2 separate regions of the Triticum aestivum genome follow, and region 1 is linked to region 2. The links are chromatin contacts, called in public Hi-C maps. All regions are on one chromosome and are shown on one strand. Each heading gives the region's core, a stretch centred on a gene start, on an enhancer-like site or on the middle of the called end of the contact. The rest is flanking DNA. Distances are from core to core; before and after follow the strand shown.

Region 1 (2,700 bases), core at 47-2,546, 410 kb after region 2:
TGTGCAACTAGAATACATTGCCGCGTCAACTGAGTATATGTGTGTGTAATTAGTCCTGCCAACTAAATATCAATGCGTGTGCAACTAGTGTCCTGCCAACTAAACATCAATGTGTATGCAACTAAGTATATGTGTGTGCAATTAGTATTCCTGCCAACTAATCATCAATGTGTATGCAACTGGACTATATTACAAGCCAACTAAGCATATGTGTGTGCAATTAGTATTCCTGCCAACTAAACATCAATGCGTGTGCAACTTGAATACGTTACAAGCCAACTAAACATCAATGTGTGTGCAACTAGACTACATTACAAGTTATGACAATTCATATGCGACTATGCGGATCAGATTGTACAACTCTGTGGCCATGTATGTGCCAACTAGAACTACTATGTGTTCAATTACAACTACTGTGGATGCAGCTCCAAAAAACTGGGTTTGAAAAAATTGCACCATGCAGTACTAAACTTGCACAAAGCAGTACTGAAGTTGCACAATATAGCGTTAAAGTTGGCATCAAAAAAATTTCGTCGAAACATACTCATGGGGGATCTAGTTTTAAAGATCTCATCGCAAAAAATTCAACAGTGAAGACGGATCTGAATTCCGGCGCGCGGTTTGAAAGATATGGCTTTTTAAAAATTTGGAAAACCAAAATAATTGTACGTGAAGCTGTTTGTTTCAAATTGGACTAACCAGTGTAAACACATTAAATACAAATAACAACATGCACTAACAGACAAAAATACAACTCATGCATGGTAAAAAAGTTCGGCCGCTCGTTTTCTTCAATTAGCGCACGGCCACTTTTTAAATTTTAGGTTATTTATAACCACCAACATTTACCGGAGGTGCGTATATAGATACAATCATACAAACAGTAGGAAGTAGAAAAAGGCAGAAGTAGTATTCCGGAGTGACACCGCACGGGGAGCCGTGCCCTGAGAACCGGAAGCCCGAAACGTGTCAGGCAGACGCCCCTACGCGGCCTCGACACGTCACACATCCCCAAGTACCATCACTACCAACCGCGGCCCCAGCCGAGCCGCGCCGAGCCGCGCGCCGCCCGATACCGGCTGGGCTTGTCGGGGTCCAACACGTGTACCCGCTGTCCGACACGTGGCCGGCCTCCATGCGCTCGTAGTCCCATCCAACTAGCTCCCCCCTGTTCCCGTCTCCAAACAATTTCGGTTTAATGGAGGGAGCAGTCTAACAACGAAGGAGATTAGAGCGACACGCAGGCCTCCTTCTCTTCTCCTCTCCTCTCCTCTCCATTCCCATCCTCCACCCCCCCCCCCCTCTCCCTCTCCCGCTCGCTCGAGGATCCCACGCGCGTCGGAGGGATCTGATTGCCGCCGATTCTACTGGCTCTGCTTGCCCGGCGCTCGTCGATTGTTTGTTCCTCCCTGGGCGCTGTGATGTTCTTCCCTCTGGGTTTGGAGACCGAGAATTGCCCCGCGCGGGACGGATTCGCGGCAATGGCGAGGCGTTCCTGAGAATTTGGCCGTCCTTGGAGCTTCGGGGGAGGAGGGATTGGCGTGTGCTTCGCGGCGGGGAATTGCTTGCTCTCTCTCTCTGCCGGACGGACATGGCGTCGAGGGACTTCTTGGGCAGGTTCGGCGGGGAGAAGGGGGCGGCGTCGGACAAGGCGGGGGGCGGCGCCGGCGAGGCGGACGAGGTGGTCGAGCTCAGCCTCGGCCTGTCCCTGGGCGGCTGCTTCGGCGCCAACTCCGGCCGGGACGCCAAGAAGCCGCGGCTGGTGCGCTCCTCCTCCCTCGCCGCCATGTGCTCGCTCCCGGGCACCAGCGACGACCTCGCCGCCGCGACGCCCCCGCCGGCGCCGCTGATGCGCACCAGCTCGCTCCCCACCGAGACCGAGGAGGAGCGGTGGCGCCGGCGCGAGATGCAGAGCCTCAAGCGCCTCCAGGCCAAGCGCAAGCGCCTCGAGCGCCGCACCTCCATGAACTCCGGCAAGTCCGGCGGCAGCAGCAGCCGGGACGACGCCCAGGAGCCGCTCTACCCCAGCGCGTTCCAGCTCCGCCGCTCCGTCGTCGACCAGGGGAACCCCTCCTCAAGCATGCCCGAGCAAGGTATGCACATGCTTTCACCAACTATTCGCTACAATCAGCTTGCAATTCCCACTGTTCTATTGCGCTTCCTTGCTCGAATTATTCATCCAGCTGCCTGTTAAGCTCTCGGCGATCCATGCAGGTCGGTGTCATGCCGAGCTCACCGTAGTTCTTTCGGTAGGAGATGCATGGGCAGAGGGGGGATCTAAAAAGTCGAGTGTTCTTTGCCATGGATCTTGCTTTGGTATTGTGATTTACCGGGATCGATTCGTTAGAACGCTAGCTCAGCCGATGCTTTTCTTTTTCGCCAAATTCGTTAGAAATGGGGAATTCTTTTCTGCACAACCTGATGATGCTTCCACGTACGCATGGGATTTGTTGTGTTCTTTTCGGGGCGTTTGTTTTGGGTGATGTCATTTCTGGGATTATTTCGAGCCGTGCTGTTGCTCCTAGGGTCTGGAGAGATGCCTTCTACGGCATGTTTCTAAGCAGCTTCTAAGCTTTTAGTCACTACTAGTCAGTAGTTACGTAGCGTCAGAGTCTGATTATTGAGGCTAATCACTATCCGAGCAGCTGCTAAACATATATGATTTGAATTGTCTACCTGAAAAACTGGAAAGCACTGACG
Region 2 (2,700 bases), core at 79-2,578:
GGCGTCGCGACGCGCGGAGATCGCGTGTATCCGCTCCTCCTTGCTGCGGGCGGCGAGGGAGGGGCCACACTACGTCCCCGACAGCCTGCTCTGGGAGCCATACTTCCGCCGCCGCCACGCCGAGCAACTCGAGGCCACCAACGACGCCGTTCCCTTCGACAGGCTCAACTCCGAGGGGAGGCGCCGATGGTGGGGCGTGCCCGGCCGCACGCTGGAGGCTGTCCTCGAGTACATCGAGGGCGGCAACACGCCGAGGCTGGAGTACCCCTCCCCCCCGTCCTTCTCTCGCCGTCGTGGGAGCTCATGGACGCCGAGGCGCATGGACCTCGGGGCATCCTCCTCCTCGTCAGGTCGGTCAACCGGCTCTCCCTGCCTCCGCCCCGTCAAGCCGGAGCCCCAAGACACGCCCCAGGAGACGCCTGTTAGCTCGCGCACCCGCAGCTCCGGCGTCCACATCGACGACTCCGCCCCCGCCTCTGGCCGCCTCGTCCTTGTTAGGCCGAAGCCGGAGCCCGGCCTCCCCGCGGAGTATGAGGAGATAGCCCGGCGCGGCTTTTCCGACGAGGATGCCCTACGGCGGGCGCGGGACGACTACCTCGGCGATGAGGTGGTCCAGCAGCGCCGGGCCTTGGAGGAGATAGCCGCCCGCAAACGTGGGTGCGAGGACGAGCACGGCGTCGTGGGCCTCGACAGCGACGACGCCGATGCCCCCGGACCGTCCAACCCGCCGCGCCAACCGGGGGAGGGTTGCAGCAGGGACGGCGGCCGCGGCGGGAGACGACGACGACGATGGCGACGACTACACGCGGTTCTACCGCCTCCTCGGCATTTAGATCTGCAAGGCGGCGGGCGGCGAGGAGCGGTGAGGGAGACGACAAGGAGTAACCTAATAGCTTTTTTTTTCTTTTTGTAAAATATTTTAAATATGAACGAACTCGTCGAAGTTTGATTGAATTTACGCCGTGTTTGTGCCGTAATTTATATTTTCAGAAAAACGTGGGCACCGTGACTGGGGGACATCACGTACCCAGCGCGTCGTTTATCGCCGATGCGTCCCAGGAACGATTTTTAGCGCCTCCTGAGGGCCCAACGGCTGAAGATGCTCTTAATGGCCCAATGACGAGGAGCCGCTCCCGTGACCACACAACCCAATGTGCTACAACGTTCCACGGGCTGGCTCGTTTACTAAATGTGCCGCGCCTGGGCCAGGAAGCAAGGCACGTGGGCCAGCACGGCACGGCCCGTCCAGCACGGCACGGCCCGTCTAATAAACATGTCTCTGTGGGCCGTGCCGTGCTGGCCTTTTGGCCAGCTCTGCTCCCACCGCTAAAAAAAAAGAGAAACCCACTGACTCCCGACTCCGACTCCTGTCCCCGATTCTCCTCCCGATCTCGCAGGCTCGCCGCCTGCCTCGCCGCACGCCGTCGCCGCCACCGGTTGCCAGGAGGCAAAGAGCCGGCCCTGCCCGCAGCGCCCACCCAGCGCCCCTGCCCGCCCCACCCACCGGTCGCCCACCGCCGCACCGCGGCCTTGCCAGTCGGCGCCCGGCAGCCGCCCATTCCGCACTCGGCAGCAGTCCTGCCCTGCGGCCGGCGGTGTGCAGTTGCAGCGGCCAGCCAATTTGAGGTGCCTTTTCTCCATTCCCCAAGTTTTGGTTGGTCTCATTACGAATTTAAGGTTTATATTCATGGATTATCTATCAGGTGGATTATGACAGTGCTATCTGCCACGTACATTAACACACACACATAACTTTGCACATAATTTCTTGTGTCCAATTATGTCATCATGATTGATATTTTTTTTAGGGAATCATAAACGATACTAGAATGTAAATTTTCGCTGTGTCCAATTATGTCATCATGATTGATACTAGAATGTAAATTTTTGCTGTGTCCAATCAGGTGAATTATGATTTTACACAGAATTTGCTGTGTCCAATCAGGTGGATTATGATAGTGCTATTGGTAAATTATAATTAGTATGTTAACATGTCATATTTACAAATCCTAGACCCACCACTGATCAGCGGCGATGGCGATCCGACACTACTGGTCGATGGCTGTCGCAGCCGTTGGGTTCCGCCTCGTTCTGGTGCTCTTCGGCGGAGACCTCCACCTTGCATCCCGCCCGGAGGTCTCCACCCCCCTCACGTCCCTCCGCCGCCGTAAGCACACCTCCTTGCTCTCAGTCCTTGCCCTGCAAACCCCAGCCCTTTTGTGATGTCGGCGTTCTCGTTTGCCTCCTGTGTATGTTGCAGTGGCAGAAGGTTACTGGCTGAAGCAGGCGTCCATGTCACCCTATTCCGGTACGTTACGCACCTCCCCTCTTTGATCGCTTTGCTAACTTTTAGCACTTCACATTTGCAACAGAATGGCCCAAATTTTGAGGCCAGGATAGTTGGGTGGGAGGTGGTATTATTAGGTAGTACTCCCTCCATTTCTAAATATAAGTCTTTTTAGAGATTTCCCTAGGGACTACATACGGATGTATATAGACATATTTTAGAGTGTAGATTCACTCATTTTGCTCCGTATGTAGTCCATATTGGAATCTCTAAAAGGACTTATATTTAGGAACAGAGGGAGTATTACAGAGCAATTTTTAAAATGCTTGACTGGGTTTCTACTGAATACTGATAGACATTATTTCATGTTCATTTTTCTGTAATGAACTACTGATAATTCCTGATGGATGAAA

Evidence for each region. A called contact is a pair of places that touch in the nucleus more often than the background predicts.
Region 1: a contact with region 2 is called in a Hi-C map of an unstated tissue, with 8 times the contacts expected there. The contact joins the promoter of LOC123188019 here to the promoter of LOC123188018 in region 2. A contact is called at or near these places in 2 of 5 Hi-C or Micro-C datasets (leaf and an unstated tissue) and 1 of 1 datasets of contacts at active chromatin or transcription factors (leaf).

What each region holds. Positions count from the first base shown.
Region 1 is chr2A:140,428,464-140,431,163 of IWGSC CS RefSeq v2.1, forward strand. LOC123188019 (ninja-family protein 1) reads left to right here and starts at 1,297. Exons shown (of 2, transcript NM_001426803.1): 1 at 1,297-2,093. The coding sequence starts at 1,592.
Region 2 is chr2A:140,018,199-140,020,898 of IWGSC CS RefSeq v2.1, forward strand. It overlaps LOC123188018 (phosphatidylinositol glycan anchor biosynthesis class U protein), which reads left to right and starts at 1,329. Exons shown (of 15, transcript XM_044600049.1): 1 at 1,329-1,626; 2 at 2,014-2,167; 3 at 2,261-2,308. The coding sequence starts at 2,035.